Regions from separate parts of the Mus musculus genome. Here region 2 is linked to region 1. The links are chromatin contacts, called in public HiChIP or PLAC-seq maps. All regions are on one chromosome and are shown on one strand. The core of a region is the stretch at or near the end of the contact, and the rest is flanking DNA. Distances in the headings are between cores, read along the strand shown.

The links. HiChIP or PLAC-seq counts read pairs in DNA pulled down with a chosen protein or histone mark.
Region 2: a contact with region 1 is called in an H3K4me3 HiChIP or PLAC-seq map of intestinal villus epithelium, with 6 read pairs. The contact joins two enhancer-like sites. A contact is called at or near these places in 7 of 39 promoter capture datasets (the 3T3-L1 cell line, 3T3-L1-derived adipocytes, the C10 cell line and 3 more), 11 of 15 datasets of contacts at CTCF or cohesin (CD8 T cells, the G1E-ER4 cell line, the NIH/3T3 cell line and 6 more), 286 of 484 Hi-C or Micro-C datasets (3T3-L1-derived adipocytes, the 63-12 cell line, the AML12 cell line and 150 more), 40 of 115 datasets of contacts at active chromatin or transcription factors (CD4 single positive thymocytes, CD8 T cells, PVALB interneurons and 27 more) and 5 of 9 other capture datasets (embryonic stem cells, embryonic tail, liver and 2 more).

The regions. Positions count from the first base shown.
Region 1 is chr3:127,847,107-127,853,341 of GRCm38.p6, reverse strand. No RefSeq gene overlaps it. Among named protein-coding and RNA genes, the nearest start is that of Gm35585, 11 kb to the left of the region's middle. Within about 2 kb of position 1,896, at least 20 of the 459 cell types and tissues checked have an H3K27ac peak or open chromatin away from gene starts, as enhancers often do. A contact at or near this core is called in intestinal crypt epithelium and intestinal villus epithelium, where this site is marked.
Region 2 is chr3:127,925,230-127,931,343 of GRCm38.p6, reverse strand. It overlaps 9830132P13Rik (RIKEN cDNA 9830132P13 gene), which reads right to left. Exons shown (of 5, transcript NR_040552.1): 2 at 3,788-3,915; 3 at 2,478-2,625. Among named protein-coding and RNA genes, the nearest start is that of 9830132P13Rik, 12 kb to the right of the region's middle. Within about 2 kb of position 1,308, at least 83 of the 459 cell types and tissues checked have an H3K27ac peak or open chromatin away from gene starts, as enhancers often do. A contact at or near this core is called in intestinal crypt epithelium and intestinal villus epithelium, where this site is marked.

The sequences.
Region 1 (6,235 bases), core at 647-3,146:
ATGTATATATTATTATAAATTATTAAGATTAGTTTGCGGTGGGAAGTTTGTGCCATGCTGTGTTGGGTGTGTGTGTGTGTGTGTGTGTGTGTGTGTGTGTGTGTGTGTGTGTGATTGTGTGAGGCTGAAGCTTTTGCTGTGGCATACATATCAGAGGACAAGTCTGTGAAGTGAGTTTTCTCCTTCCACGTTTATGGGTGTCCTGGGGAGTAACCTGGGGTCACTAGGCTTACACGATAAACACTTTACCAACTGAGCCATCTCACTGCTCCCAACACATTTTTTTTTAATAAGATGTAAAATTTTGAATACAGATTTTAAGACAACTTGATTGATGTCTTATCAAAACACTTGAAAGGCTCTGTATAAGGAGGGAAGACAGATGGCGACTGTTTTCTATAACAGCTGCCATTTTCCGTCTTCCTTACTGGGGAAGTCGCCTTAGAAAGCAGAGCAGCCTTTGCTGCCTCAGCAATAAATGCACGAGAGTGAGCCATATCCGTAAAGGGCCAGACGGTTAACATCTTCACAAGTCATGCGACTTCTGATGCAGTTTTTAAAATCCTTGGGGGGGGGGGCGGGAATGAAGTCAGACCAATTGGGAAGAGATGACCATTGTTCCACTCCAGCAAAACTGCTTTTGAACACTGAAATTTAAATCTGTTATAGTTCACTGAATCTTGATAGATATTAGTATATTTATTTCTTCTTCTTCTCATCCTCCTTTTTTCCCCCCAAAATAAACCTTATAGTTTTTGAGCTATGCAGAGTGTGTGGTGAGCTAGACAGCCAGGGAGCAGAGCTGGCAAGCCTGCTTGAGTCTGCGCCTCGCCTCCCACTTGGCTGTACATCCTCAACTCCAGCCACATTTCCAGTTCATCCTGCAGTGAACATCCCGAAGCACCTCAAACCAAAGCCATTTGAAATGAACTCATGACACATGTCTCATCCTGGCCATCTGCCTGCCTGTCGAAAGCCACTGTTTCTGCTTATTGCACATTATCCCCGTCATCCGGGCTTGACAGTTAGAACTCCTGCTCCTCTGACTCAGGATCCTTGTGGATCCTTGTGGATCTAGCTCTGGCTCTGACATTGGTTCCCCCTCAGTGCGTCCAGCATGGCTGTTGGCTAATGGCACAGGTCCTAAAGTTCTCCTCCAGTTGTGTCCCTGTAGGACTGTGAAGCTTTACCAAGTGTAGTATAAACGATTTCAATTGGTAGTTGTCTTAGTTAGGGTTTTACTGCTGTAAACAGACACCATGGCCAAGACAACTCTTATAAGGACAACATTTAATTGGGGCTGGCTTACAGGTTCAGAGATTCAGTCCATTATCATCAAGACAGGAGCATGGCAGCATCCAAGCAGATATGGTGCAGGAGGAGCTGAGAGTTCTACATCTTCATCTGGAGAAGATTAGCTTCCAGGCAGCTATGATGAGGGTATTAAAGCCCACGCCCACAGTGATACACCCTTCTCCAACAAGGCCACACTTAATAGTGCCATTCACTGGACCAAACATATACAGACCATCACAGTAGTGAAGGCCTTTAAGACATTATCTCAAAGATGTTTCTAGTCTTGCTTCATTCTAAACACAATCAGCCTTCATGAGCAAGTGTGGGGCACTAATGTACTGTTAGAATAATAAGCAAGAATAGCATGGTTCTGCATTGTTTACAGTCTAGCTGTGGGAAGGGGGTTAATCAAGTTGTCCTGTAAAGATAGAAGGTAAAACTGTGGTGAAGTATCATGAAGTAATCCTTTCAGAGAACAAACAGAACCTTCCTTGTAAAGTTTTATACAACAGGGAACTCTCCGCTTCCAACACAGGGAGAGCTGTTACTAACAGCCTTTCTAAACTGCAGGTGCTTGGGTGGCTGTAGCCTCCCTCAGCCCTGAAGCAGGCTGATCCAGACTTTGACCTTGCTACCACTAAGAAGGAGATTACCTAGGGTGGAGCCTTCCGACCTAGCTGGCTCTTTTGTCCTGTCACCTGCCACTGCTCTCTCCAAGACACTGCTACCTGCTGAGAAGCCCCCAGATATTCCAGAGGAACTTTCTATCCTGCAGGTCGCCCACAGGCTGGCTCCAGACACCAAGAATGGGCTGGAAGGGGATGGGCCGTCCCCCTTATAAGCACACTCTCTTAGTAAACTGGCGGGGCTTGAACAGAATCGTGCCTTGGTCTCCATTCACCTCTCGCCCTCTAAGTCTCTTTCAGCTCCAGCCTGCCTCCCAGGTATACCCTGCAGGCCGGCATACAACAGGTAGCAACAGTAGAGCTTCCTTCCACACTAGTTTGAGCAATATGTCTCGTTTCCATGGTATGAAGAGACTCTGCTTCCTAGCCATATATTTCCTCTTGCTGGTTATATTCCTATATGCAGTATGTGACTGAAATAAAGATCCTCCTCCAAAGTTATGCAGGATATCACAACACCCTCCACACCACACCACACCACACCCACCCACCCACACACACACACACACACACCCTTGAAAGCATGCCTGGAAGAAATACTCCAACAAGAGGAAAAAAAAATCTCTCAGAGGCTTTGAGAGCTGTAGAAAATAAGATTATATAAAGCTTTACTTTATTGTGGTGATATTTCTGCTCATCTCTACGTATGTCAAAGCTTATAAAATTTTGTGCTTTAAACACGAGTAGTTACTCAGAGTAGGGCTGGTCTCAGCCTTGGCCAGAGAAACTTCTTTTCACAAGGGTCAGAGCAGAGATTCCTCACTGGTCAACGGGCTGAGAAAGTTACCACCGTGAATGCTCAGTTAAATAAAACATCTGGTGAGATGGCTCAGTGGGTAAGAGCACCCAACTGCTCTTCCGAAGGTCAGGAGTTCAAATCCCAGCAACCACATGGTGGCTCACAACCATCCGTAAGGAGATCTGACTCCCTCTTCTGGAGTGTCTGAGGACAGCTACAGTGTACTTACATATAATAAATAAATAAATAAATCTTAAAAAAAAAAAAAAAAAACATCGATACCGTCCCCTCCAGGGCCCAGTGAGCATTACAGGGCCCAGTGAGCATTACAGAAGAGAAAGAGAAGAGCTAAGGCTGGGTTGCTATGAAATGAATATGACATGGTCATTGCACTTGTGAACACACAGGAGCTGTGGATCCCCACCGAGACTGGGCTCTTCAGAACTTTGTAGTGGATAAGGGAGGCGCTCATGAGGAACTTTATGGTTGCCAGGGGAGAGGATATCATACTTGTCTCGTGATAAGAGTCCCTAGTAAATTGTCTGTGCGCCAGTAGATAACCCCTCATCCATGCACAGGTAAGCAACCCTCACTGAATTCAGGGAGTCAAATAGAAAATGACACAAAAGTAGGAGATTAGTGAGGAAGAAAAGGGGTCAGTGGGAAGGAGAAGAACCAGAGGGCAATGGAGAGCGTGATCACAATACATCCTACACATACAGCACTTAGAATTAGGTTAGATCAGAATTAGAACTAGATTAGAATGCACTGTGTGTGTGTTTGTATGAAACTGCTAACATTTTAAAGAAATGTGAATATCTTATTTTATGCCAATTATACCTCAGTAAAATCTGTGAGTGATATCTTAATGTTTGGCCATTCCTTTTTATAAAATTAATTTGGTTGGGTTTTGCTGTTGTTGTTGTTTTATTTGTTTCAATTCTGATTTTGGCACAGGAGGCACACACGGACCACAGCATTGCATGGAAGTCAGAGCACAGCTTGTGTGAGGCAGCTGCCTCCTTCCACCATGTGGGATCTAGGGTCAGATTCAGGTCACCAGGCTGGGTAGCAAGCCACTTGCCCTCCCCATCATCTTGCCAGCCCTGTTTTTTTTTTTTTTTTCATTTTTGCAGTGGTGGGATTTGAACCTACGGCCACATGTGCTCTGCCACTGGACTGTGTTTCTAGCCCACAATGATTGCTCTTTTGAAGTAAAACAATAGAATGAACATGTGTTTAATTAAGATCTAGTTTAGAGAAAAGATAAATGACTGGATATAAAAACATTTAAGTAGTGTTATGAAAGGAAGACAGAAGTGAGCCCAGGAATGGGGCATTTGATGGGGGGAGTTAGGAAAAGCTTCCCTTAAAACTGGTAGCTGATCTAAAAACCAATAACTGAAGAAATAAAAGCCACCATGCTATGAGTTGGCTAAAGTCTTGCATGTTTTACACATATTGGCCAAATTAATCTCATATTGATCTAGGTTGGGTCTTTTATTGTTCCCATTTTACATGTGGAAAACTAAAGCAGAGAATTGCTATGTGCCTACAGGCCCATAAGCAGCAAATGGTACCTCATTAATGGAGACATGGGGAAAGAAAACAGGTATATACACAGAATTTTTTGTTGGAAACAACAGAAGCTGACTTCAGTTGCCTGAATCACTTCAGACTGAGATAAAGATTTAAGTAAAATATATTTGGGCACTAAAGAATTGGTGGAGAATGGGGAGTGTCAGGGTAAAGGAAAAGCCACTTTAAAGGTGTTACCAGGGTCAGGGATGTAGCTCCGGGATAGAGCACATGCTCTGCATAAGGAAACTTGGGGCCCCAGATTCTATCCCCACAAACAACACCATCCAGCTGTGTGCATGCCTGGGTATGGCTGGGGCGCGGGGAGGGGGAGAGAGAGAGAGAGAGAGAGAGAGCGAGAGAGCGAGCTAATGAGCTAGTAGAGTGTACTTTTATTGTATTTTATGTCTATCCACGGGAAGTATGCTAGATAGGATATTGACAGTGGGATGGATTGCCAGCTTATCTCACCTTCCAGGCAGCCACCCGTATTACCAGTGAACCCATTCTCAGACTGTCACTGTATAAAACATATCAGCTACACAATAAGGAGTTAAGCTGTCTACTCATTTTGATATTTACCGAAGACAAAAAAAGTAAAATTATCAATTTGGTGTTCTCAAGATTGTTTCTGATCATTACAGAAAATGCTAAACATGAGTTCATCTCTCTGCTTGTTAGCAGTTCTCGTCAGAGTCATTATTTCACCATACAGCACGTGGTAGGAAGCTAACTTGGAGTATCGGGAATCATACCTGGCCCGATGCCAGTATGAGCTTGGGTGCCAGCTCTTAGGCTTCCACAAGTCACAGAAATGTGAATTAGTCACTGATTCTTCATCCAGTTGGTATTTCTTGATCCTATACTAAGTGCCAGGCACTAAACTGCTACCTAAGGATTTAATGGTAAACTAATATGGAGACAGTTCCTATTCTGAAAGAACTAACATTAAAACCCACCTTACTGTGTTATTGTGAGAACCTCAACAAGACAAAGGAATGAAAAGCATTTTGCTAAAATGTACTAGATAGAACCTAAAAGGGCTGAACATCCACTACTCTTAATCACTCAGTTTTGAGACTTTTTTAAAAAGTGTAGAGCATAGCATACTTGCATGGAACTCTCTCTCTCAACCCTAGCCAGTCTTTTTTCCTTTATGTTTAAACTTAGCCCTTTCTCTTCCCCAAGTATTTTCTGTCTTCTCAGAACATATACTACCCTGAATGTTGCGCTTGTCTTTTGAGTATGTGTGTAGTATGTGTTTTAAGATTTAGTGCCTAAATTTGTACTAGTATGAGGATTGCAAATGATAGAATTTCATATAAAGAATGTTGTCCTGTACACAGTATTACCATCATTACCTGTCATGGTAATACTCCCGCCATGCTAGTCCAGGAGGGTGTTCATGTTATATACATGATGTAGCTGGCAGAGGGGCAGGAGGTTGCTGTTTAGGGTGTAACTACTGCTGGCCAGACTTTGGGAAACAAGTATACTGCCTGATGCTTTTTACTAAATACAACATTATTTACAAAACAGGAAGCTGTGGCTGTAGTTTGTCAAATTCTATCCTGAAACAGTGATTCTCAATCCTGAGCACGTTAACACCTCCCGGGAAACATGGAAAACTCCCCATGGAGACCAGACTAGACCAATCAAAACTGTAAACGTAGATTGCGTAACGGCAAGACTTCTAAAACTCCTTTTATCCCCACACTTCCAAGGTGCTACTAAAACATTTTTAATTGATAACCTAATCAGTTATAGAAATCAGTGTACAGATTTGAAGATTTAAAATGCATTTTGTGTTGTGCTCTAAATAAGTTGATCAGTGTTATAAAACTATTTGCTAGAAATGCAAGCTGTAATATACACCAGTCTTCAAAACTCTAGTAGTTTCCAGTCCTTTGCAGACTTTGACATCTTGTCACTGCAA
Region 2 (6,114 bases), core at 59-2,558, 79 kb before region 1:
GGGCCAGGCGAGGGAAAGTAGAGATGTTAGGGGATTTCAAACATACAGGGAAGACAACTGAGTGTATGTGGCACGAAGCAAAAGTGGGGATGTCTAGGGGAAGGGAAGGAACCTGCTAGAGGGAGAAAGGGGTGTGTGTGTGTGTGTGTGTGTGTTTGTGTGTGTGTGTGTATGACTGGAGGGGAAGAGGATAATTAGAGCATAAATATAATGATGCATGGATGTAAACATGGCATAATTAAAGTCCATCACCTCATATGCTTACTTAGAAAGTTATTTTTTACTTAAAAAGTGATAGTAGTCAAAGAGAAATGTCTAAATAAATTTAGTAGAGAAGATGGAGTAGGACTAATTAAGCCAGCAACAATATATCAGTGTCCACTAGCAGGTACTATGCAGAACCAATTTGCTGTCTAGAGGCCCCAGGCCACGTTATACCCACGGGAGTGTCCATAGTAAGATGAGGTGAAGCTCAAGTTGAAATCAGGACCAGGACTGTGCTGTGAAGCAGTCAGAAGTCCAGGCTCCCTCCTCCCCTTACCTCACCATCAAGGACCAGAAATGGATTCAGAGAATCACCAGTCTTCTGCAGCCGCAGCAGAAAGTCTGGGGGTGCCGAGAGCCCTAACTCGGAACGGTGTTTTCTACTCTGCCCTCAGAAGAGCGGCCTGACAGAGATGGTGTTAACATCTAGAAGGGTCAGCAAGAAGATCTAAGCAAATGTGGCACATGGCAGCTATGACAGGATTACTAAGAACAAATGAAATACTACTCCTGATAGGTGGTAGCATGGGGAACAGGGAGGTTCCACAGAGCCAAATGTCTCTGCAGAGTCACAGTAAGGCACACCCTGACGGTTGACTTGGCCAGATATGAACCTATCTATGTTCTGCAGTGAGGAAAGTGCCAAGACACAAGCATATACTATGTGCAACCAATCGTTTGGCTTTGGAAGTCCCCACCCCTTCAATGTGGATAAGAAACTAACCTGGACTGCATTCTCCAAAACACTTTCTTTTATGGGGTTTCGTTTTTGTTTTTGTTGTTGTTTTTGTTGGGGGTGGCGGGGAGTCTTAAATTCTGTCCCAACATGCATTCAGGATTTGGAAGGCAGAAGTGAGAGAAAGGTTTGCGGCTGTGGCTCTGGCTGTGGCTGTGGTTGTGGGAGAGGCTGCTGGCAATCAAGGTGTTAGATTGGTAGGAATGTTTGCAGGGAGTGGACTTGTACATTCCAATGTCTATTATGAACCCCTGGGCTGGGCGTGGAACGTTGCAGAGCTAAGAGCAGTGACCTCTGTGTCACATTACTGTGGCGTTGTTCAAATATTGCCCCACTGCACCGGCAGCAGCCGTTTGTTCTTCACCGACTTCTCTGTGTTTAGTCCCTAGAATGGCTATAATCCCATGGATTGAACAGAGACTTAAAAAACAAGCAAAAAATAAAAAAAGAGAGGCCCATTGGACTTGCAAACTTTATATGCCCCAGTACAGGGGAACGCCAGGGCCAAAAAGGGGCAGTGGTGGGTAGGGGATTGGGGGGTGGGTGGGTATGGGGGACCTTTGGGATAGCATTGAAAATGTAAACGAGGAAAATACCTAATAAAAAAAATAAAAAAAAAACAAGCAAAAAAAACCAAAAAACAAACAAAAACAAAAAACCAAAACAACAACAAAAGCCTAACTCTCAACTGATGTTGAGAAATAGAAGAATAAGCTCATTATTTAGACATCTAGAATGGCCCAGGATATGAGTTAGCAGAGGCCAGAAATCAGCCCCAGTGAGTGTGGCTCGTAGTAGGTTATTTCTCCATCAGTAGAATGAGCCATTTCAACCCAGATTAGATTAGATTAAGGGCAGGTTTATTGGGAAGCTGCTCTCAAGCAGGGGAATTCACTGACCCCAAGGAGGGAAACCAGGGAAGTCCCCATGGGGAAGGAAGGGGGCAGGAAAAAAGGGCTGTGTGCATGAATGCGCGAGGGGGGAGGAAGAGACTAAAATGTCTGGATTATATAGGGAAGAGCCTCTGAGAGAAGGAGAGCCCAGCCGTTAGACTGGAAAGTTCATTGTTGAGGCAGAGTATGCAAGGTGGGGACTGAGGGATGCTGGGATAGCCAGGAGGCCAGGTCTGTTTTAATATGTCAACAACTATGCACCTCAGTCCCTTGTCCTGGGTCTGAAACCCAACAGCTACCAAGCTTCTACTCAGGCTGCTCTAAGCATAATGTGGATCCGACCTCCTTCATTTAACACTGTTTTAAGATTAGTGACGGGCTGGTGAGATGGCTCAGTGGGTAAGAGCACTCGACTGCTCTTCCGAAGGTCCGAAGTTCAAATCCCAGCAACCACATGGTGGCTCACAACCACCTGTAATGAGATCTGATGCCCTCTTCTGGTGTGTCTGAAGACAGCAACAGTGTACTTACATATAATAAATAAATAAATCTTTAAAAAAAAAAAAAGATTAGTGACAACATACCACAGGGTTGCTTTCAACATGAGCATACACGTCAGTTCTCTTCCCTAAAAGGCTTCTTGTGTGTCAAGCTTATAGTCTTGAAGTGCCAACAGAAGCAGTATATCCAAGGTGTGGCAGGGTGTCTGACCATCTATTCTTCCATTGTGCTCTAAAAAACAATATAAATGCCATGTAGTGTTAACGCAGACAGAGTGTTTTCATGCTTTCCCACGCTTGCCCATGAAATTCCAGCCATCTTGAGGACACTCTGCGATCACTTTTGGTTCTTCTTCCATGGAATGCACCTCTCATGCTGTCAGCCCACAGAGATTCACCCCAGGAGCTCAGTGGCTTGTCCTGCCTTCAAGGCTCACACCTAAAGTATTAATACATTTATTTCAGAACTCTTGGGTTTGGTGGCTCCATGGTCAGTCCCCTCTGTCTCACAGACCTTCATTATATGTATACTGATAGAATAGAAACATCTTTAAAAGTGTCGTTCTAAATTCCTGCTCTTAGCAAGCCTTGAAATTTTTCTCACAACTTGGCCTCTTTGTCGCAATGCTCAGACCTGAAATCATCCCTCTCCTGGGCTCCACTCCTCACAGGAAGAGGGGACAGAAGGTACAGATAGTCATGCTTTCATGTTACAAAGACAGACTTACAGTCCATACTGAAGAAAAGAGTCCATACAGGCATTGTTAATGTCTTAGCGTGTGCTTGGCGCTAATGGCTTCAGAGTGAGCTCCTCCAGCCCAGAGGACCTGGTGAGTGCACGGCAGATACTAACCTGACCCAGAATTAATGCTGTAAGTAAGTAATGAGAATGAGAAAGGCACAGACAGGGCTGGGGAGATGCTCCATGGGTAATGTGCTTGCCATGCAAGCCCAAGGACCAGAGTTCAGGTCCCCAGAACCCTTGTAAAGTCGGATGCAGTAGCATGCATTTGTAATCCCAGTTTGCTACTGCAAAATAGGGGACAAGCAGGTGTGTGTGAGCCAGCTAGCCTGGTGTACAACAAAGAGGCACTGTCACAAATGGGGAGGAAGGCAAGGCCTGACGCTGAAGGCTGTTCTCTGACATACACATGTCTACCATGGCATATGTATACAGACGGGGGGGGGGGGGGGGAGGGGAAGGGAGAGGGAGAGGAAGGGAGGGAGGGAGGGAGGGAGGGAGGGAGGGAGGGAGGGAGGGAGGGAGGGAGGGAGACAGAGATGGAGAAAATATAAAAGTGCAGACAACACGTGTCTTAAAGACACAGCTGACCACCTGATCAGAAGACTAAAACTGAGCTACAGACCCTGTTCCCCTGCCTTGCCCCTTGTACCTGTGTAATCTGCTGGCTGGAGATGGGAGGTATGACAGATTTTCATGATGTAAATTCACTGTCTTCTCTTATCTCTGGATCTCTGAGTAAAGCAACCTTAACATTCAATTCGTACCTCTTTTTATCACCTTTCAAAGGAACAAGGCAGATTCCAGTTAGGATGTGTCTGTGGGAGAGGAAAGATACAAATCATATTTTCTTATAGAGAAGCGTGGAGGTCACTCCACACTTCTTAGTCAGACTCATCTGTGGCCCTCCAGCCTACAGAGGGGTGGGGGAAACTTCGAAACAGGCACTAGTGAGCGACAGCAATCTTTCAGAATAGAATTGTTTGAATGTGGACTGTCCACCATTGTGTTTGAACTGTCTGGCCAAGCCGGTGACACTGTTTTATAAGGCTGTGGAACTTTTGGGAGTTGGAGCCTCAGTGCAGGAAGTGGAGTGGGTCTGTGTGCATGGACTTCTGTGGATCTTACAACCTAACTCCACTTCACCTGCTCTCTGCTTTCTGTTCTTACCAGGCTGTGGGCAGATGAGGGGGCCAGCTGGACTCCTGCCAGCTTTAGGACACCTGTCATCATGCCGTCACTTGAGGTAGACCCTGTCTCCTCCGACTGTGAAGCACGGGGCAACCCTTCCTCTCTCAAGTTCTTGACAGCTATTCAGTTTCAGCCACAAGCCAATTGTTGATTCCAAGGTGAGCAGCTGTGAGAAAAGCCTCAACTCAGACTGCGTGAAGAATGACTTCCTGGTTCTGAGAACAATGGAAAAATTGAAGGTAATGCCACGAGGAAATGATAACGTGCCACGTTTGAAAATATCATGGAAAGAAAAATAGCCAAGCCTTTGGATAGAGTACATGTATCAAGATTAGGTAAAGAATATCCAAACTAGCCTTTTTAGTCCTCGCTTTTCTTACTCTCTAGCCCTCTTTCTTTTTTTTTTTTTATTACGTATTTTCCTCAATTACATTTCCAATGTCTAGCCCTCTTTCTCTCTTTCCCTTCCCCCCTCTCTCCACACGGCCAGTCTCTCTCTTGCTACCTTCTCTCCTTTCTCCCTGCCTTTCTACAATAAAGCTCTAAAACCATTTTAAAAAAAAGAATCTCCACACTATCATGGAAATAAAATCCTTTGCATGTGCATGGTGGGGATGGGGGTTGGCTCAGGAGCAGAAGGTGCAGCCTGGAGCAGACTCACCCAGCCTCGCCCTTCTCAGGCCCCACTTCTATAAGAAGGGGTCCCTGGGCCCTCCAGAAGAATGACTCCAACCCCCTATTCACCCCTCAAGGTACAACCCCAGGGCTAAGGAGAAGAGACACCCCAGCCTTCTCATTTTTCCCCTGGAGGCTGAGTTGAATAAGTCACTTCTTGGTGGCTTTCCAGGACAAGGCAAACATGCTATATCATGTCAGCACCATCCCAGTACATGATTTAGCCTGTGGCAGTGGCCTTGACAGTTTCCCACCGCTCCTAACACTGTCTGCTACTTTATAACTGCTCAGGATATATTTGTCCTCAACCTTTCCTTTAAACGTGCAACCACAAATGATATAGTTTCTATGAAATACAGACAAAATTCCAAAGGTGGGATTAAAGCTTATTCCCTAGAGAATAAACTATATTCTTGGAAAAAAAGTTTTTATACTAATATTTTTATTTTTTTTAAGATTTCATTTTAGATGATGTATATAGAGAAGAGTACACATGAGTGCAGTTATCCATGGATGTCAGAAGAGGACGTGGTAACCTGGAGTTATAGGTAATTGTGAGTTGCCCAACATAACACCTAGGAGCCAAACTTGGTTGCACACAATACTAGTGCCCACCTGTAACTTACAAGCCATCTCTCTAACCCCAGTAACATACTATAAGTGTAGTGACTTAAAGACCAAAAATACCCTTTAATTTCAATAAGCCTATTGTAAACAGCTAGACCTTAACTCGTGACAGTCTAGGGACAGCCTCTCTCATTCAAAAAGGTTTAGCATCAAGCTTGCAGTCCATGAAAGACAATGCAATATGGAACTTGTTCTCTTCAGTCCTACCTGCAACCCTATCGATGTCCTTACAGAGATTGGACAGTTTGTACAGTTATATGTTAATCTGTGGCATCCTGCTCCGTATACAGAGATACATTTTGGTTTTTCCCCTTTCATGCAGACTTTAGTTTTTACAGTGACCTTCCTGACTAGGATGGCTAATCTCAGTTATCACGTTGATTGGATCTGGAATCGACTAAGAGACACATTGCTAGCATGTCTGTAAGGATGTTTCCTAGAAGGATTTCCTGAAGGGTTAAGACTCCCCTGAGTGCCACGTACCTT